7 separate regions of the Mus musculus genome follow, and regions 1, 2, 3, 4, 5 and 7 are each linked to region 6. Evidence: chromatin contacts called from public HiChIP or PLAC-seq and promoter capture Hi-C data. All regions are on one chromosome and are shown on one strand. Each heading gives the region's core, a stretch centred on a gene start, on an enhancer-like site or on the middle of the called end of the contact. The rest is flanking DNA. Distances are from core to core; before and after follow the strand shown.

The links. Promoter capture Hi-C pulls out the DNA fragments that hold promoters and counts their contacts. HiChIP or PLAC-seq counts read pairs in DNA pulled down with a chosen protein or histone mark.
Region 1: an H3K27ac HiChIP or PLAC-seq map of extraembryonic endoderm stem cells shows a contact between it and region 6, with 9 times the contacts expected there. The contact joins the enhancer-like site here to the promoter of Rdh14 in region 6. A contact is called at or near these places in 3 of 39 promoter capture datasets (hippocampal neurons, liver and pre-B cells) and 3 of 115 datasets of contacts at active chromatin or transcription factors (acute myeloid leukemia, astrocytes and extraembryonic endoderm stem cells).
Region 2: a contact with region 6 is called in a promoter capture Hi-C map of pre-B cells. The contact joins the promoter of Pum2 here to the promoter of Rdh14 in region 6. A contact is called at or near these places in 6 of 39 promoter capture datasets (the C10 cell line, hematopoietic stem and progenitor cells, hippocampal neurons and 2 more), 1 of 484 Hi-C or Micro-C datasets (embryonic stem cells), 2 of 115 datasets of contacts at active chromatin or transcription factors (astrocytes and kidney) and 1 of 9 other capture datasets (liver).
Region 3: a contact with region 6 is called in a promoter capture Hi-C map of liver, with 5 times the contacts expected there. The contact joins the promoter of Laptm4a here to the promoter of Rdh14 in region 6. A contact is called at or near these places in 13 of 39 promoter capture datasets (the 3T3-L1 cell line, 3T3-L1-derived adipocytes, the C10 cell line and 7 more), 12 of 484 Hi-C or Micro-C datasets (B cells, CD4 T cells, CD8 T cells and 8 more), 7 of 115 datasets of contacts at active chromatin or transcription factors (astrocytes, epiblast stem cells, extraembryonic endoderm stem cells and 4 more) and 2 of 9 other capture datasets (embryonic stem cells and liver).
Region 4: a FOXA1 HiChIP or PLAC-seq map of pancreatic cancer cells shows a contact between it and region 6. The contact joins the enhancer-like site here to the promoter of Rdh14 in region 6. A contact is called at or near these places in 4 of 39 promoter capture datasets (hippocampal neurons, liver and pre-B cells), 1 of 15 datasets of contacts at CTCF or cohesin (large pre-B cells), 3 of 115 datasets of contacts at active chromatin or transcription factors (astrocytes, large pre-B cells and pancreatic cancer cells) and 1 of 9 other capture datasets (adipose tissue).
Region 5: a contact with region 6 is called in a promoter capture Hi-C map of pre-B cells, with 5 times the contacts expected there. The contact joins the enhancer-like site here to the promoter of Rdh14 in region 6. A contact is called at or near these places in 2 of 39 promoter capture datasets (liver and pre-B cells) and 2 of 115 datasets of contacts at active chromatin or transcription factors (astrocytes and large pre-B cells).
Region 7: a promoter capture Hi-C map of pre-B cells shows a contact between it and region 6. The contact joins the promoter of Sdc1 here to the promoter of Rdh14 in region 6. A contact is called at or near these places in 8 of 39 promoter capture datasets (the 3T3-L1 cell line, the C10 cell line, cranial neural crest and 4 more), 3 of 484 Hi-C or Micro-C datasets (CD4 T cells, the G1E-ER4 cell line and Th1 cells), 3 of 115 datasets of contacts at active chromatin or transcription factors (large pre-B cells and stem cell-derived neural progenitor cells) and 1 of 9 other capture datasets (adipose tissue).

What each region holds. Positions count from the first base shown.
Region 1 is chr12:8,810,470-8,813,210 of GRCm38.p6, reverse strand. No RefSeq gene overlaps it. Among named protein-coding and RNA genes, the nearest start is that of Gm33418, 19 kb to the left of the region's middle. Within about 2 kb of position 1,455, at least 75 of the 459 cell types and tissues checked have an H3K27ac peak or open chromatin away from gene starts, as enhancers often do. A contact at or near this core is called in extraembryonic endoderm stem cells and liver, where this site is marked.
Region 2 is chr12:8,672,987-8,675,788 of GRCm38.p6, reverse strand. It overlaps Pum2 (pumilio RNA-binding family member 2), which reads right to left and starts at 1,530. Exons shown (of 21, transcript NM_001160220.1): 1 at 1,309-1,530.
Region 3 is chr12:8,920,012-8,922,723 of GRCm38.p6, reverse strand. It overlaps Laptm4a (lysosomal-associated protein transmembrane 4A), which reads right to left and starts at 1,417. Exons shown (of 7, transcript NM_008640.2): 1 at 430-1,417. The coding sequence starts at 765.
Region 4 is chr12:8,874,323-8,877,022 of GRCm38.p6, reverse strand. It overlaps 9930038B18Rik (a long non-coding RNA gene), which reads left to right. Exons shown (of 3, transcript XR_105447.5): 3 at 104-514. Among named protein-coding and RNA genes, the nearest start is that of Gm33483, 3.8 kb to the left of the region's middle. Within about 2 kb of position 1,257, at least 23 of the 459 cell types and tissues checked have an H3K27ac peak or open chromatin away from gene starts, as enhancers often do. A contact at or near this core is called in pancreatic cancer cells, where this site is marked.
Region 5 is chr12:8,841,204-8,843,903 of GRCm38.p6, reverse strand. No RefSeq gene overlaps it. Among named protein-coding and RNA genes, the nearest start is that of Gm33418, 11 kb to the right of the region's middle. Within about 2 kb of position 1,358, at least 37 of the 459 cell types and tissues checked have an H3K27ac peak or open chromatin away from gene starts, as enhancers often do. A contact at or near this core is called in pre-B cells, where this site is marked.
Region 6 is chr12:10,389,379-10,392,193 of GRCm38.p6, reverse strand. Rdh14 (retinol dehydrogenase 14 (all-trans and 9-cis)) reads right to left here and starts at 1,414. Exons shown (of 2, transcript NM_023697.2): 1 at 968-1,414. The coding sequence starts at 1,354. It overlaps Nt5c1b (5'-nucleotidase, cytosolic IB), which reads right to left. Exons shown (of 9, transcript NM_027588.3): 9 at 2,020-2,390. The coding sequence ends at 2,061.
Region 7 is chr12:8,770,121-8,772,820 of GRCm38.p6, reverse strand. Sdc1 (syndecan 1) reads right to left here and starts at 1,425. Exons shown (of 5, transcript NM_011519.2): 1 at 1,120-1,425. The coding sequence starts at 1,185. Gm4755 (a long non-coding RNA gene) reads left to right here and starts at 1,550. Exons shown (of 3, transcript XR_381238.4): 1 at 1,550-1,856; 2 at 2,193-2,700.

The DNA of each region.
Region 1 (2,741 bases), core at 206-2,705, 1.6 Mb after region 6:
ACACATGCACATATATGTACACATTCATAGACCTCTAAGAAAGGCATGAAATTTCTCCCCTGAAGCTCCCATTTCAATTATGTGCTGGCTCCTGAGGACAGGGGACCCAGAATCCCCACTGTCCCAAAGACAAGCCATCTGGGTCCCAAGCCTGTCCTTTAAAGCACACCTCTGAATTAGACCAAGGAACTTCTGGATGGCTATAATACTTCCTGAGAGACAAGTGCTCCACTGCTTTGGTTTGCAAAGGGATGTCCTTAAGTGCTATCCAACCATATCTCAGCTAATAGCATCATCCTGGGGGAGCTTGAGGTGAGAGAAAAGATTCCAGGTCTCTCATAATCTCTAGATAATCACTCACCTTCCATTTAACTATGATGAATGAATAATTGTGGGTCTCAGCTGCAGCAGCACTGGGTATCTTGCAGGCCTGTGTTAGGTCCTTCCTGTCTCTTCATGGGCAGGGGGCTGGAGTTCCTTAGGCCCAGGGAGTAAATGAGGCATTCTTAGCTCCTTGTCTTTCTCATGGATTGAGCCTAGAACCCCTCACTCCACCCCCACACAGGCTGAGAGAATGCCCATGAGTGTGGGAAGAATTTAATTGCTGGACAAGTCCAGATTTGCATCTTTGATCTGTAAACCTGGCAATGCTGGGCGATAGTGAGATGAGATTCGAGCACAGACGCACGTAGGGTTAAAATTCACCTTTGTGGCTTATACTAAGTGACCCTGGACAGGAGCTTCAAGCTCACACCTGCCCCATACCTTGGAATCTGAGTGTTCTTATCCAGAGAACTGGGGAGAGCAGTATCCAGTTCACAAGAGGACATTGAAGGGTGCTTAGACAGTGCATACAAACAGGCCAGCCCACACCTGGTGGCCACTCATCTCACTTTGGAGAACTAGCTGTGTACAGTGATGAAAGTTTTAGATTTCATGGGCTTTCTAGTTCTTGGCACAGTAGGCACTTTATGACTGTCCTAACCTTCACAACAGTCCTGAGAGGACAGCAGCATCACCATTAATAGCACCTTTTCATAGCCCAGGAAACCACGGCAGGAGAGACTATTAAGCCTGACTAAGGTCACCTAGTACATGGGAGAGCTGGGATTTAAGATCTTTGGGCATTGCTGTCTGTCCCAGCTATGCCACTAAATTACACTGAGTTTATTGCACCAGAGGAAATTCAAGAGACATGTTCTTGAATCCAATCAGAATTGTTTACCTAAGGTCTACTAAGGAAATAAGAGAAGTCTCAGTTCCACAGCAGTGTCCTCTGTGGGGTCCAGGGGAACAGCCCCACTCAGGCCTGCTGGGTGGGAAAGCTTTGCTGAGGCCTGGCAGGGTCAACCCTGCCCTGTCATGTCTTTCTCTGCAGCCTGCATGCCAGCCAAGGTGTCTGAACAATGATTAACCAGCAGCGGGCAGGCTGGTGCAGGCTGGGACGGAACAGGGGGTGAGCTCACCCTTACACAATGGCTGCCACACCCGCCTGCCTGGCTCCAGGGACTCAATAGAGCAGGGCCAGGAGGCTCCTAGAAGCTGGGCAATCAGTCCCAAGAGGGAGAAAAGACAGTCAGGCTAGGTACGACAACTCCAGTCTTTGCTATGCCAGCACCCCTCTGTAGCCTTTAGACATTCCTGCCAGGCCTCTTGTGCTGTGGTTTCAGCCTAGCTGGAGATGTCCCATAAACAACGTCATCTGACCACTTTCGACACTGCCTCAGCCACAGAGCATCAACCCCAAGACTGAATTGGAACAAGGAGGGGCTGCTGGGTCCCACTCTTCCAATTCAGAACTTTGGCAGGTAGCGAGCTGGACAGTTGACCCCTCTGTTCTCCACCCTCACCCCCAAGCCTTCCCCACGAGTCTCAGCTCAGGTCTGATCACAGGGAAACACAAGTGTGTGCATGTCCCAGGCATATGTACCCCACACCCAGTCCCTGAGGCCCCTTCCCTGGGAGCACTTCAACTCCTGGGGGCTGGACAGAGGTGGTGAACTCACAACTCATATGTGCCAAGTCTGCCTACAGCCTCCTGCCCTCTCCACACCTGCCCACTCCACCTCCCTGGAGGTTGGGCCTTTTCTTGTTTGTTGAACGAATCACTAAGGTCCTAAATGAACTGCACCCATTTCAGGACCAAGCTTCTGTGCTTTGGAAGCTAGGGAGTCTGGTGTTGGGGGTGGGGCTGTGAATGATAGTTTTCTGTGAAGGAGGAAGAGATGGGGATGCTACACAGGGGGCTGCGGGCTTCTTCCTGCTCCATAACCCTTCCTCAATAAGGAGTAAAAGGTACTTCCCACTGGCCTAATGCAGGGTCTAAGATGAGGTAAAAGATCGTATAGGCCTTCTGGGCATTTCCTCCGAGGTCTTCAAAGGCTACTCAACAATTAAAGAGAAGAAGGAAAACAGGCAAGTCAGTCTAAAAAGCTGCGGCGTGTTTTTGTCTCAGATTTATCAGCCCAGCCTTGGGAGCCCCAAGTTCTGGAAAATACTTGGAACACTGTTTGCTGTTTATTTTCCTGCAACCCAGACTTGAGGGACCCAACCTTCTTACTACCTCTCCTCAAAGGATACCCTCCCTCTTCACCTCTGCCTCCTGCATCCTCTTCCTCTTCCATTCAGTGCCTTACTGGGCTGTGCCCTGGGTTGGAGGGAATTGAACATGCCTGCTACCGTGTAAACTAGAAGCCTATGTGAGCCATGGTGGCATAAGTTCTTAAAGGCAACCTAGTCGA
Region 2 (2,802 bases), core at 281-2,780, 1.7 Mb after region 6:
GTAACTTTTTCATGTCGAACAGCTGTGCTCCAAAACATCAAAGACAACCCTACAGAACTTAATCTCTCCCAGAATCATTTTAAAGACATTCTTCAGTTAAAGAACATGCAGACAATTACTTATGACTGGTCACATGATGTAAATCATTTATAAACAGCAGGATATCGGACTAGCAACAGAGGCTTATTATTAACCAATTAAAAATAATCCATCTTTGTATTTTTAACAGGATTCCTGGCCAGAATTCCCTAAACCATCCTCCATTCACCCGGTCACATGGTTAGGAGTCACGAATCTAAGCGGTGAACAAGCTTCAAACACGCCAAGGTAACTCCTTAAAACTGCTTTCGTGACACACTGTATCGTTTCCAGGCACTGCACCCTGCTAAGCATTTAAAAACATTTCTCCTGAAATCATCACAGAAAACCCCTTCCTCCAGATTTCTTTAAATCTGAAAAAAACTATCATAGCATGTCTTCTTTTGTACATAAAACGTCTGAATTCCATTCCCTTCCCCAAAAGTTCAGCTGTTACAGAATAAAAGGCTACGAGGAAAAAGAAGGGTTTCTAAAGCCGTATTCTTGGAAGAAGCACTAACTTTACACGTGTTCGGCCATAAACTCCGCACAGTTTATTTCCCCTCAAATTTGACCGTATTCACAAGCAAAACTAAGGTTCGAATATCTGAAGTCGCTGTTTTGGTCTTCGGCTTTCAAGTTCCTCGTTCTTCGGGTACCGAAGAGATGTTCCCCTAACAAAAAGCACCACGTTCCTTTCTAAGGCACCTGAACAGGTCGAACCCCAGTCCCGATTTTCTTTCACATTCACATCCGTTTGCCAAGGTTTTCCTGGACACTCGCAGGCCAGAGGACCACCCCGCACCCCAACCTAGCGACCCCCGCCCACCCACCCTCGCTCTCATAAACCCACTCCTTCCGCTTCACCCACTTCCACCTCGCACGTTTCTCTGGATTCACCGTGCTTCTTCCAGACTGTGGGCACCGAGGGGCTGGAGGCCGCCTGGCACCCACACGGATCTGGTCACTAAGGCCGGCAAAGGGCGCGGGGCGCGGGAAGGAAGCGGGAAAGCGGCGAGTGCGCCCCCTCCCCCGCCGGCGCACACCCCCTTCCGGCTCCCCTCCCCCGGCATTGTGCGAGCGGGGCCCAGGCCGCGGCCCGCCGCGATCCCCGCCCAGGCCCGACCCGTTCCCGCCCGAGGCCTGCTCCCGCGGAGGCCGCCACACAAAGCCCAGAGCCGGCCCCCGCGGCGCCCACGGACCCGACGAAGCGAGCGCGGGCTGACTTACAGGGCTGCTGCGGCCGCGCTGCCTCAGCCGGGGGACACCGACCGTTGGGCACCGGCGGCGACGCTCTCGGCCGTCCGTCCTCCCCCTCCGCCTCCGGTGGCGGCGACGTCTTCTTTCTCCTCCTCCTACCTCCCTCCCCCCCACCCCACCTCCTTCTTCTCCTCCCCCTCCTCCTCCGAACCACCGAAGTACCGAGGGTGAGGCACAGAGACTCACAACAACATGGCTGCCGCCGCCGCCTCCCCTCCCCTCCCTCCCCCGCCCACCGGCCGCGCGCAAAGCACTGCGGGAGAAAGGGGGGAGCACTCACCCAGCCGCGACGCCTCGCAGTGAAGTGCGTACTTCTCCCGCGCGCCGGGCGCAGGGGGCCGGCCGGGGCTCCGCGCGTGCGCACTGGCGCGGCGCTCTCCTCGCGGGTGAGGCCGCCATCGGGCGTGCACTTCCCGGCCTTTACCTTCTGGGATCAGGGCTGGCCTGCACGCCGGACCTCTGGCGCTCTGCTCCCGGGGCTGGTCACGCGCCTCGTGTGGTGCTGCAAACCCCCGACTTTCTGTGTGAGACTGAATTTATTCATCCACCGCTTCCTCCCGGATATCTCATTGTTCTCCCTAAACTGCCTGTGTGTAAGCACTGCTGCCCATGCACCCCAAAATTGAAGTCTCTTTCCCCCTACTTCCGGTATGCTGGCACCTACAGGAGTTGTAGACCTTAATACAGCCCTACCGCTCAACGTTTATCTCCCCTTTTCCACTCAAATGTTGGAGGTTTAGGGATAAAAAAAAAATGCACCTTGTTATCGTCTACAGTAGGCAAGTGTTACTGACTTCCTGCAATTGATGAGCCAGGGGTACTGGGTAAGCACAAAAGAAACTACCTTGGCTATGTATCAGACTGAATGTTTTCTTATTACCAGTTACAGAATTGTCTTGCCCTTCCTTGAAATCTGCAGGGAACAACAATGGCTCCAAAGATTTGGTCGCAGTCGTTGGGACCACTTTCTATCACACCTCTCTTGGAGAGTTTAGGCCCTCATGGGACAACTTCCTAATTAATGGCTTACCTCCTGGTTTTGACAATCCAGGGCCTTTTAATTAACTCAGTGTCTTCCCTAGGCATCTGTGAGCTCTACCAGGCTAAGGACTGTATGTGCTTTGTTCATGTGATGTATCCTAGTGCCTGTTAAACACAGCTCTTTGGGTTTTCATCATTATAAAGACAGACTGATTTAAAATTTATCTTGCCGGGCGTGGTGGCGCACGCCTTTAATCCCAGCACTTGGGAGTCAGAGGCAGTCGGATTTCTGAGTTCAAGGCCAGCCTGGTCTACAAAGTGAGTTCCAGGACAGCCAGGGCTATACAGAGAAACCCTGTCTCAAAAAACCAAAACCAAAATAAATAAATAAATAAATAAATAAAAATCTTACTGTTGTATCGCTTTGACAGAATACTAAATCAGGTCATTAATAAAGAAAATAAATTTACTTCCCAAGCGTCT
Region 3 (2,712 bases), core at 168-2,667, 1.5 Mb after region 6:
AGGGAGGGGGTGTAATGAGGAAAATCTGACCCACTGTAAATTCTGGCTAACGTCTAGACTCAAAACAGAGACCTCTGGCTACATCACCGAACGCCTCAACAAAAACTGCAGGAGGCACCCGAACTGGATTTCGCTTTCGATTCGGACAAAACGTCCGAACTGGCTGCATAACTGCGGGACAATAATTGTTTCGATGGGGGGGTGGGGCGGGATGAGGGTTGCGCACTTCCCGAACCCGAAATGACGATCCTATTCCCATCCCCTCCCAAATCCTGGGGAGCCCCATCTCGTAAAGCCTCAGTTCACAGTTAAAAGCACCCCGAAAAGTAGCGCCCCAACAACTTTCACGTCCCCGCCCCCTGCCCACCAGGCCCACTTGTCGCGCAGGCGCACTGGCCTGGTGGAGCGGCCCTGCCAGCCAGCCCTTACCATGTACCAGGTCCCCAGGATGATCGTCCCGGTGCGGACATGGCAACAGCCGCAGCACCGGGTGCTGTAGAACCGGTCGCTGCGGCTCCGTTTGAAAGTCATGGACACCATCCGGAACCTCGCGGGCCTCGTTCTCGCCCAGGCCCCTGACAAAAGCTTTCGGCCCAGCGGTTCAACCCAGACGACTCTACGACGGTGTCCACAGCCAAAGGACGCGTCTTCTGGCCCGCCCTCGGCCCGGGCCCTTGCCAACTCCTGTGCGCCTGCGCTCTGGGCGCCCGGCGCCGCTCTCGCGGGACGTCGGCTCGGAATCTCTCCCTCCGCCTTCTGCCACATACAGACCAACGAAGAGCGGAAGGCCGGGCTACCTGGCTTCTGATTGGAGAAGATGTGGAGATTGAAACAGATCACGCCCAATCAAAAGTTCAACTCTCTCCGGCGCTGTTTGACCGCGGTGCGCGTGGCTGGGCTCGCTGTCGGGGGCTGTAGGAATTGAGGGTAACTCGGTAATTCACCGTCTCCCAGACGAGCTCCGCAAGGAGGAGAAGGGTGAAACAAGACGGAGTTGGTGGCAGACAGCGGGCACGGAGATTTTTGGCGCTGTCTTTCGCCACGTTGTCTTTGTCACTGCGAGGCCCACGTGACGTATTCGTGCTCTATTGTTGGGCCTGTCGGGGCGTGCCTGCGGGAAGGGGCGTGGCTACCATTCTGGCGTGGCCCTCTAGGCTCAGACCAGAAAGGAGGGCTCGCAAGTAGGCTAAAGGATTGGATTTCTGTCCTTCCCCCATCTCTCTGAAGCCTACTTAGAGGGAGCCAATAAATACCACTGGACTCTGCCAAAGGCCAAGGGATTAAGGAAAATGACAGCATGATAAAGTGGAGAAACCGCTTAGCTGTTGAGTTTATACAGATAATAGTGATTTTTTTTTTCTTCTTGAAGAGAAAGATTGTGAAGGACATTGAAATAGGCCAGAAAAACAAGCAAAAAAAAAAAAAAAAAATAGAGAATGAGAGAGTGTGTCTTAAGTGAGAAACAAGCCACACTTTTCTGCATGCTCTGATGCCAGAGTGAGCCTCAACTTTCTGTGGGATGCTGGACATTTCTACAGCATGTTACACGAGACTCACTGACTCATACCTCTTCTCAGAGAAAGCCATTTGACATAAGTTGGGTGATTCAGTTATCATTTTTACTTCAACAATGGGTGCTTTATATTCACTCTATAGTTCCTTCTAACATCTTATGATCCTCATTAACTGAGTCAAGTTTTTGACTGAATTTATTTTGTATTTGTTTTAAGATTTGTGGCTATCAGCCGGGCTGTGGTGGCGCACGCCTTTAATCCCAGCACTTGGGAGGCAGAGGCAGGTGGATTTCTGAGTTCAAGGCCAGCCTGGGCTATGCAGAGAAACCCTGTCTCAAAAACAAACAAACAAACAAACAAGGCTTGTAGCTACCTTGAGAAGGAATGAAACTGTACCATAGTGTGCAGCTGTGGATAATAGGCATAATCAAATAAACACTGAATAATTTCAAAGAACCTCAAAAGTATTTTGGAAAGAGGAAGGGAAGAGATGTCAGGACAAAATCCATGCCTTTACCATAATTTAAGCCAGTAGACAATGCTAGAATTTTATTAATGAAAATATAGTATATATGAAGAGGTGGTAAGTGGGTAAAGTGCTTGCAAAGCAATCGTGAGGATTCATGGAAAACCAGACGCTGTGGCTTTACCTTTCTGTAAAACCCAGCTGTTACAGCCAGACAGATGTCTTGAGTGAGGAGACATCCCTGCAAGCTCTCTGGCCAGCTAGCCTAGTGTATGAGGAAGCAAATGAGGGGGATGCAGGATTTGTGGGTCTTTAAGGTTCCTAGAATATGTGTGTGAGTGAAAAAACGCTACATGTGTAGCAGTCGCTAGAGGAAGCCAGAAGCAGACATAAGATCCCCCTGGAGCTGAAATTGCAGGCTGCCTGATGTGGGTCCTGGGAACTGAACTCTAGGCATCTGAAAGAGCAGAAAACACTTGGTTTTTTAGAAGACTGTGTTTTATGTATATGAGTGTTTTGCCTACCATAATTGAAGCCAGTAGACAATGCTAGAAGTTTATTAATGAAAATATACTATATATGTCTGTTAAGAACATGGACTGGGCATAAGGAGATGGCTCAGTGGGTAAAGTGCCCACTGGAGGCCAGAAAAGGGTGTTGGATTCTCAGGAACTGTTGTTACGACTGGTTGTAAGCCTCCATGTTGGTACTCGGAACCAAACCCAGGTCCTC
Region 4 (2,700 bases), core at 8-2,507, 1.5 Mb after region 6:
CAACCTTTCACTGTGCTGCCAGCCCCAAGCCTGAAGTGCCTCAGGTTCAGTCTAAGGGGAATAATCAATAATAATAAAAATAATCCATTTTACTTTCCTGCAGGGAGGGCTCAAGGTCAATTCACTGAAAGAACTCATACTCGTAGCAGCGGACCCACAGAATCAAAGCTCCTTCTGGTCCCCATAGGCTCCTGTGGGCGCTTGATTAACAGAGATGGGAGCCCTCGCCACCACCTGCACCCAGGAACTGAATCATGAGTCTTTTGAAGATAACCTCACATCCGAGAAACAGGATGTAAATTGTCTGAAGATCTATTTATTCATTCATCAAATACAGGTGCATTAGAGTACCTGCCTTCTCCCAGGTGCTATGGCAGACACCCTCCTGGCAGGGTGACAGGACCATTATGAACAGCCAGTGAAAGGACAGCAGGGTTCTGGAGGAGACTGTCTGGCTCTGGCATGTATGTCCCTTAGTCCCCATGTCTTAGCCTCTGCTGGAGGTTGGATTAAGAACAGGCCTAGATGTTGAAGCTATGTGAGAAAAAAAAGCAGCCCAGGTCACCTGGCTGTCCTGGAGGCTGGGACAACATGGCCACCTACCCACTCATAGTCCTCTGTGGCCAGGCTAGCGAGATAGCAGCTCATGAGGAGAGCCGAGTTTGTAGATGGAAGCACTCTACAGTGCCTGTACTAGTGGCTGTTCTTGAAGGACCCAGCAGTCAAGATAACTTCTCCAGACCCCAGTCTTTCTTTAGGGAAGCATTTCCTCACTTGCCACGGCCAGAAGAAAAGGACCCACCACCCCATGCCCAGGGCTTCCATGCTGCCACGGCCATATGGCCAGGCACACTGTCCACCTTAGGGACAGAAAGATGGAGCATTCCAACTGGAAACCGAAATAAGGCCTCAGTCAAGACTCGCCTCCTGCTAAAACCAGGCAGGGCCAGTGCAAAGCAAATAAAACCAGGGTGAGGAGACAAGGGCATCTCTGGCATAAGGAGTCAGCATTTAGTCTAGGTCTAGCTGGAGGGGTCTGCGGGACTGGGGGAGCTCAGGGACGGTTTCCAGTCACTGTCTACGGGATCTCTAGGGGATCAGGTACTCCAGGGACTAAGCCCTGCCCTCCACAGTACCAGGGCCTATCAGACCTTGGGCAAATCAGTCCACTTGTCAGAGTCTGGTAACTGAGTGAATCATGGCAAGTAAGATATCGTGATGAGCGTCAGACCTCAGCAGCAGCAGTGAATCACATCGCCTTCCCGGAGCAGCCTCTTCTCCCTCCCACGTGATACAGGAAGAGAAGATGGGTGGCCCCTGGGGACTCTAACATCTGAGCAGTGAGACTCCTGCAGTGTGACAGTAGAGAGAGGAATCGTGGACACTGAGGACATAGGGTAAGCCTTCTGGCGCTGCCTCTAGCCTGCTAAGGACCTGAACAGCTCCTTCAGTTCACCCACAAAATACCTAGCCCATCAGCCTGGCCCATCCTCCTCTCCAGCTCCAGGGAAGAATCAGGCAGATCAACCTAGCAGCCATAGAGCAGGTTGCTATGCATATGTACCATGCATACATATATGCACACGTCTCTATATACATACAAATTCCTATATGTGTATGAGCATATATGTATGTAAGTATGGACTAAATACATATGAACACAGACTCATTACAACAAACTTACCCGTGCATACATAAGCACACATATATGGGAGGGGCTCATACCCTATGTCGAAGCAGCTCTCTTATGTAACTCACAATCACAGTTAGGACAACGATTCCATCATCACTGCTATTTATTAAACAGAGTCACCCCCAGGATTTTGTATGTTGACTCCCCAATCCTCTAGTGCCTGGAAATATGACTGTATTCTAAGTCAGGATCTATAAAGAGGTGATTACATTAAAATAATAGCATTAGGGTGGGGCCTTAATTCCATTTGACTGTCCTCCATGCAAACAGGGAAGAGGCCACATGAGGGTACAGCGTGACCATGGCCATCTAGAAGAGATTGACCATTGATGCCTTCATCACAGTCCTCCAGCCTCTAGGATTTTGGGCAGAGAGAGTTCTTGTGTTCAAGGACCCAGACTATTGTTATGGTAGACCCAGGAGACTTAAACAGTCAAGAAGCCACCAGGCTTAGTCATAGGCTCCTTGCTTGTCCTTGAGTTCCCAGGAGCCAATGCCCTGAACATAGCTCTGTTGGCCAAGGGCAAGCTCCTCTCTCAGTCCTCACTTTTGGCACAGGCTCACCCCACTCTCCTCTAGGTAGGCCAATTGCAGGCAGGCCATGGGGCTTGTAAGCACCAGGGCACTACAGACCTCTCTGTTCGGCAGCCTGAGATGTTGGCTTTGCCCTGGTCTGCATCCTGCACCTTTGGCTGCCTTAGCCTCTTACTGCAAGCTCCAGACCTGACCACAGCAAGTATGGCATGGCCCACTGAGAGCTCTCTATTGGCTTCTCAGACTTCTTCCAGGGGCAGACCAGAAAGAGGAGCAGGTATGGGGGAGGGTAGCTGATCTCTTCTCAGGCGAGAGCACCTAGCAGGTGAGAAGCAGGCTGTGTGCACATTTGCTGTCCACACAAACACATGCAAACACATAAGTTCCCATGTACATATGTAATCATGCACACACGTGCACATGAATACTTACAACCAGGTCAGAAATTTGTGGGAAAACCCTTACTAGCTCTC
Region 5 (2,700 bases), core at 109-2,608, 1.5 Mb after region 6:
ACACACGCACACACACAGGCACACACGCACATATGCACACACACACACACGCACACATGCACACACACACACTCGCGCACATGCACGCACGCACACATGCACACACACGCACACACACACACACACACACACGCACGCGTACATACACACACTCGCGCACACACATGCGCGCGCACACACGCGCACACACACTAATACAAATATTAATATTTAATACAAATATTAAAGAAGAATAAGAAGAATCACAAGGAGATGGCTCAGTAGGTAAAGGCCCCTGTCACCAAGCCTGATGATCTGAACTTGAGCTCAATCCCTGAAGCGTACATGGTAGAAAGAAAGAACAGAGAAGTTGCCATCTGACCTCCACACATGAGATGTGGCATGCACATGTGTGTGTGTAAACACAGCCACATCCTCAATAAAAAATTAAATACATAAATAAATAAATGTTAAGAAATGAATTACATGAAATCTAGTGTCCCTGTGCTCTCTCTGTGGAACAACAAAGCCTGGAAGACAGGACATCTGCTTGCAACATGGCCTACTGAATATTCTAAGCCACTATTGAAGTCTGTCGCTTGGGGTCAGGAAAGGTTATTCTTAAAATCTGACAATAGACCCAGTCACCCAAGAACCCTGGCAGGCTTCTACTATAACATAGTTGCTTTTGTGTGTGCTAACACGACATGTACATCCCAAGGATTAAGGAGTGATGGCGACTCCCAAATCTTATGATGTAAGAAATAAACACATTTAATAAGGCTGTAGGTGCCATAAATAGCCATCCCTCTCACGGACCTAGGATTAGGAAGCTTGGTGGAAATGGTTCATAGAGTGTGAGATGCTGCAACCAAAATAAAATAAAAATCATGTTGAATGTCAAACTGCAACGTCGGGAAGGTCTGGGAAGAAGTTGACTCCAGCCTTACAGATGCTTCAGTGGCGGAAGTGGCTGCAGCTGCGGAGGAAAAGGGTGACAGCTAAAGTTAGAAGTGGCATCTAAGGCTGGGACTTGGTTACTGTGGTTTTGTCATAAAACTCAAATAGGGAGTTGCTTTTTACGCATGGCCATAAAAAGTGGTTTCTCGTGTGTGTGTGTGTGTGTGTGTGTGTGTGTGTGTGTGTGAGAGAGAGAGAGAGAGAGAGAGAGAGAGAGAGAGAGAGAGAGAGAGAGAAAGAGAGAGAGAGAGAGAGGAAGAGAGAGAGAGAAAGAGAGAGAGAGAATGGGCGTGTGCACGTGGGCATGGAGCCAATGGGTAGATAGTGACTTTCTCAATCACTCTCCCTATATCTTACATTTTTTAGTCTAGGGTCTCGCAGGTGAACCTGGAGCTCACCTCTTGGCTAGGCTGGCTGGCACCTAAACCACGGGGATCCACCTACCTCTTACACCCCAACAAGGGTTGCAGACACCGGATACCTCACCCAGCTTTTATATGGGTTCCAGGTACAAACTCAGGTCCTAATCCCTGTAATGCAAACATTTTACCAACTGAGCTGTCTCCCAGTTCAGCAGTAAAGCAGTCTTAATTAGGTTCTAGATGTTGTTTCTTTAGACGTAATGCTATTGCTCGCTTCACAGATTATAGTCTAACACAAACATAACCGGATGTGACTCATTTTACCTCCATGTTTGTCTAACTTTGGTTGTCTGGGATGAAACTTGCCATATCTCTGAGGTACGCATGCACGTGCATAATACGGGAGATATATGATATTGTCTATTTGTCTATAAAGGTCTGCAATTCTGTGACTGCTGGGCATGCTCCTGTAGCAGTAGGGCTAGAGCTATGGCTCTGTGGGTTAAGTGCTTACCGTGCAAGTATGAGGACATGAGTTCAAAGCCTCAGAACCCATGGAAAAGCTGGGAGACAGGCCTGTGAGATGGCATAGGGAGTAAAGGTGCTTGCCACCAAACCTGACAATCTGAGATCAGTCCCCAAGGACCACATGGTAGAAGGAGAGAACTGACTCTCACAAGTTGTCTCCCATATGCAGGTGCTCCCCCAATAAAGAAACAAAGGAACAAGTGTACCGATGTAAAGCGTCTGTACTATGCTACGACTGAGCACAGTTGCAGGAGTCTGCAGTCCCAGTACTGGAGAAGGGTTAAGTGGATACCAGGGGCTCACAGACTACCCAGTCTAGGAAGACCGACAGGAACGAAAGAAGGAAGGAGGGAGGAAGGGAGGGAGAGAGGGGGATGGAGGGAGAAAGGGAGGGAGGGAAGGAAACGAGGGAGGGAGAAAAGGAGGGAGGGAGGGAGGAAGACTGGAAAGAGAAAGGATTGGTGAGATAGAGAAGTGGGAGCAAGAGGGAGTGAATGGGCTGCCAGTATGATCAATGTTATATACTTTGAGTACATAAAAATATCATAGCAAAACCTATTATTTTATACAATTAATATGCAGCAAACTTTTTTAAAGACATAAGAAAAATGAGTTGAATGAAAAAGTAAACTCTTTTGTTTTGTTTTGTTTTGTTTCGAGACAGGGTTTCTCTGTATAGCGCTGGCTGTCCTGGAACTCAGAAAAAGTAGAGTCTTAACAGAGCTCAAACCTGTGAGCTATTTTTATGGAAATGTATTCAGAGGAACTGAAAACGAAATTATCAAAAAAATGCTTATTAGAAAGGCTCTCAAAACAGCAGAGGTTTAAAGGAACTTACCCTGCTCTGTGTTGTTACAACAAAATACCTGGG
Region 6 (2,815 bases), core at 165-2,664:
GTTAAATATCTAAATGTTAACAAATGAACTTACAGATATTTCTTTTGGTCTAAGTACATCACGGAAAAGAAAAACAGGCCATTTAGAATGTCTGCCTTAGATTCAAGAGATTTCAGAAGAGACAAGCACCCTCCTGTGTCTGCCTTTAGATCTACCTGTGGCAAGTCACTTTGGCCACAGCCTTTCTACTTCGGTAGAATATTTACTGTACACCCAAGGAAATCACACACCTCAGCCTTCAAGTACTAGGAATGCACAACAGGAGATTAAAGCAAGGACTCTGAAGACAGACACGTCACTTAGCCTTCCTATGCCTCAGTTCCCTATCATGAAGTAGAGATATTATTGCTTGCTTTACAAGATCTGATAATAGCCAAAGATATTAAAAATGTCCTTAGCACATCCCCTGGCATGTATAAAACCTTCCATAAAGCTAAGCATTAAATTATTTTTATTCCTGTCCCTTTTCAGACACTTAATGGGATTCCAAGTTTAGGGATGATGCAGGGTGTCAGCAAGTGACACCCCCTCCTACTTCAGCAGGACAAAACAAAACAAAAAAAGAAAAAACAAACAAACAAACAAAACCAGGTAACGAGGGGAAAAAAACAGAAAGAAAAGTTTTAAGAAGGGTCTAATGAAAGTTTTTGGCTAGCTTTTCTCCTGTGGTGCTCACAGGCCTTGTGACACTGTAAGATTTGGCACACATTTCACTTCTGACAGGGGGAAAACAACTCAAAGATCAGCTGGTGACTGTCCTAGCCTAACAAAACCAAATGTCCAGACACTGGCTTATTTATGCACTTCTCCTTAGGACCTCCCAGGAATTCCTTCTCAGACCTGCCCCTCCTCCTAGCCGGGTCCAAGGCAGGCAGGAGCCTTTCCGGTTTGGTCATGGCCACCCTCAAGGTCACACCAGGTTTCAGAGGGCCCTCCCCGAGGGTGGCGAGCTCCATTCGACCCACACCTGTAGCAGTTCTTGGCAGAAAGCTCGCACTGAGCGCAGCGAGGCAAGGTCCAGCTCCTTAACGACCAGCTGGCCATCGGTGCCGTCGGGCCCGGCGCCCCCAGCCTGACAGAGCTCCTGCCTGAGCTGACCGGCCGCCTCCTCTGCTCGAGCGCGGTCCCGACATCCCATGATGACCCGCGCCCCCAGGCGGAGCAGCTCCGCCGCGGTGGCACGGCCCAGGCCGCTGTTTGCTCCGGTGATCAGCACTGTCTTCCCGTGCATGAGGCCCGGGTCCCCGCCTCCCTGCTGCCGCTGGTTTCTTGGCCCAGAGAACCGCCGGGCCGCCAGCCACAGCGCCCCGCCCAGTGCGGCCAGGAGCGCTGCGGCCACACTAGCCACTGCCATAACCTTCCGGGCCCGGTGCACTGGGCCTAGCGCACAGGTTCCGGAGTGCTATGGGGCCACCTACACGCGAAGGACTCTGGGGCGCCGCCTGCTGTCCTGGGCTACTGCGCGCGGGGCTTTCTGGGACTTGTAGTTTTGCTCCTAAGGCTGACTTGACTTAGCGTTCAGGAAGTACACATGAAAGCCCCAGCGGATTTATTTAGAAGTGGACAGTGTTAGAATTGGTTATATGCCTATAGACAAAATGACATTTCTTGGTAAAATTCTTGCCACACAAGGATAACAAAAGACACAGCCCCAGTTATCAGCAGTATTATTGATCAGACTCATTCCACCCTGAATATACCTTTTCTAGGTGATGCTGCATATAGAGATTCATTCATTTGACTAACACTAAAAGTGAGCAATGCTTTTTGAAAATTAATTAAGCTTCTTGTGAAACAACTTAAGTGTCAAAGTTCTAAACTTGTCTAAAGAGCCACCCATTACAACTTATAGATAGATGCAATGATATCCAACATCCTTAGCTTTAAAAAAGTAGAATGCTTGACTGTAGCTTGAAAGTTCAAAATTTTTTCCAAAAAGCAAAGAAAAACACCAAAGGAGCTAAGTTTTGTGGTCAAATTCTCAGAAATAACTAGTCACTCTAGCCATGCAAAACACATGCCGTTTGTAATACCAGACTGTTTATTTTTCCTCCCCATCCCTAGTTGCGTTTTTGAGCAATGCCATAAGGCACATGGGCCGTGATGGTACCAAATTTCTGTGCTGATTCAATGTGGAACATTTGGTCGTCGAAGAAGATGTGGGGCCGAATCTTCACTAAGATGGGACCTTTAGGGGCTCCAGCCAGGAAAAGAGCTTCATCTATCTCTAGACCCCATCGGCGAAGGGTCTTCAGCACACGGGCACCTGAACTCGCTGCACTACGAGCTGTAACCAGGTAGGTCCTGATGGGGCAAAGCAATCGTTCGTCTTTGGCATAGAATTTTTTCTGCAGTTTCCCTAAATCTTCCAGAAAGCTTTTAAGAGGACCCTGGAAAAGAGAACGTAAGTCTCAGCTGTGCAAGGGTGAGCAAAAGAGAAGTGATTACTGAAAACCAAACCAAACCAAACCAACCAGCCAACCAACCAACCAACCAACCAACCAACCAACCAACCAACCAACCAGGGTCTTATAAGACTTTAAAATCCACAGGTTGCTGACTGGCATGCAGTGATTCTGGGCTGACAGTACGATGCCAAACTCTCTACATTTATGTGAAGATATTTCCTGATACACAACCATCCCTTGCATGCCTGGAATAAATCTAGGATAACCACATCATTTTTCATCCAGACAAACATATTTTAAGTGTGAAAGAACGTTCTATAAGTAGTACTCCAGGGCAATAGGCATAAATTATCCCCGGTAACTGGGAGATGTGTTTCAGTTGACCACCAAAACCACCATTGTACCAC
Region 7 (2,700 bases), core at 176-2,675, 1.6 Mb after region 6:
GAAGGGTTACAGGGGCCGAGAACAAAGCGCCCCCGTTGGGGAAGGCGGGCTAGCGGACGGCGGCTGGGGCGGGAGAGCACTTTCTGGGGTACCCTCGACCAAGCTCTTTGTCGGCCAAGCCGCTGATTAGAGAGACCGACCCCCACCAAAGGTGGATGGCTGCATCCTACCCAGAAGCTTTCCCCCACCAGTCGCCAGCTCCACGTTCGTCCCTCTTTCCCCGCGGCCCTACTGGGCGGGCCAAGGGACCCGCCTTCCCTACGCGCGGCTTCAGCACAAAGCCGAGTCGGGGGAGGGGAAGAGCCGTACCGGGGTCCACTCGCGGGGAGGGTCCCCCGCGCGGGCCATGCGGAGGAGGCCCTCCGGGGGCAGCACAACTTCAGCGACCCCAAAGTTGGGTTCTTAGGGTCTTCAGCGTTCTGAAGCCAACTTCCCGGAACCTCCCGCTGCCAGCTCGGCCCGGCTCACCTGGGGCAGCCAGAGAAAAACCGAAGGTCCCTGAGCCACCCTCTTGTGTCCCACAAACAGCCTTAATCCCGTCCCTCCCGCCACCCCGAACGTCAGCTTCCCCCTGTTCCCGCGCCGGCTCTGCTGTGCCCAAACTTGCCCCGGTGCAAAGGGCCGAGCGCCCGGACTCCGCGGCGCTGGGGGTGCAGCCTGCAGTCTGGTTTGAATTAGGGTCTATGGAAAAGGCGTTGTGGCCATGGCCACTGCATCCCTCCGGGACACTGGCGGAGGCCAGGCCGCTGAGATGGCCAGCAAGACAGCAACGGGAGAGAGCAACTCCAAGCGGCGCCTAAGGCCGGCGGAGCGCCTAAGGCCGGCGGACTCAGACCCATGTGGAGTCGTTTTACTTAATTGGGAGCGGGGAACCAATGGAGGTTCCACTCTGCAGGACGCCCGGACCACGAGCTGGGATAGCCTCCTGGCATCCACGGACCGTAGAGGAATTGGGACAGGAGTCCTCATTAAAGGGCTCACCATCCCAGGATCCGCCAGGCAGCGCGGGAAGAAGTCCCCGCTCCCCTCCCCCTCCACGTGCTGCCGCCTGCATGGCATCGGCGAGTGGCGAGTCCCGGCTTCCCGCCGCCTCCCAGCCCTGCCCCGGGCCACACTCACCGGGAGGGCAGGCTGCAGGCGCAGCGCCAGCGCGCAGAGCCAGAGCCAGAGCGCCGCGCGTCTCATGCTGCCCAGACCGGCGGCGGGAGCTCGGTGGGCTTCGTGGATCCGAGTTGCCGGTTGCACGGAGCTCCGGGCCGGCTCTGCTGATTGCTCTGCGCTTTGCTGTCCCAGGCTCCTGCCCAGCTCGCTGCTCTCTCGAGCGAGGGCTGTAGGTTTCGCCGGCTGGAGTCAGCTCCCGACTGCCAGGTCCCTTCCTCTGCGTTAGGCTCTGTCTCCTCTGGCCCGCACCTCTCCCGCGGAGCTCCGCCTTATAATAAACCCAAAGGCTCTGCAGTTGCAAAACTAGCCGCCCACCCCCAGCTCCGCGGGCCTGGGTAGTCCCAATCTCCACCCCTCGGGCCCCGCCCCCTGGGTTGCCCCGCCCCTTGGAGCGCCCCACCCCCCAGGGATCCAGCCACACCCCCTTCCACGCCTCCTAGGATCGAAGCCCACCCCACTCTTCAGCTCTTGCAGGTCTGAGTCCCACCTTCCTCCCCTGAGCACTGGTGAGTGCCGGCAATCTGTAATTCCCGCGTCGCACCTTCCTTGATGCGTAGCTGACGGAGACCCAGGTGCACTCGCTACTATGTCCTGGTCCGGAGTCCGGAGGCACTGCCCTGGAGAAGGGCGATTGTTAGTTCTCTACGTGCGAGGCTGCAGCGCCCTCTGGGCGAGGACACCCAGGGGTCCTCCAGGTGAGCAAGATTTTGGGGGCAACCTCGGAGCCCCACAGCGATGAGGCTATATATAAACCGAGGGATCGATGTATGGTTCCCACCTCCCCACGGGCTGAGGATAGGGGACCCCTGAGGTCTTGGTCCTTTACTTAATTGCTGGGAACTCCAGACCTTTAAAGACCTTTAAAGACATGAGCACTGTCTGGAAGAGCTGGCTTTGTTATTGTTTTTATTATTATTATTATTATTATTATTATTATTATTTTCTTTTTTGCTGTCTTTCTATTTATAGAAAGCCCCTTCTCTTCCTTGTCCAAGACCAAAGGAAAAAATAAATGGCCTCTTTGTTTCCAGGTGACCGCAGGCCTAACCAGCTGCGGAGCTCCAGTTGAATTCCTGTTCCTTCATGATTCTCTATGGGGCCTGGACCTCACAGTTTCCAACGTCCTTCAGACGTGTCAGTCCAAAAAGGAGCCCAGAGAGCCTACAGGCGAGGCAGATAGCAGCGAGAGCAAGGAGGAAGAACCAGCCCTGTCTTGCCCTCAATCTGTAGATGGTGCCAAAGGCCCTTTGCACCTGCAAGGCAGGGGCCATAGATGGCATCCATCCTTGTTCCTCAGCCCCACATCAGCTGGCCTGGACTGAGAAGCTAGATCTGAGGCTCAGCGTCTCGGGAAGTCCCCAGTGTAGACTCTACACTGTGGAACCAGCCTTCTGGGAATTCAACAGCCTCCTTTACACACACCACACCTCCAGCAGTAGCCCAACAACCAGCACCCAGTTGTGTTTGAACACTTTTGTCCTCAGGAAACTCTCCCTTTTGGCGTCTCAGCTGCCCTAGGTCTAACTATGGGCTACATAC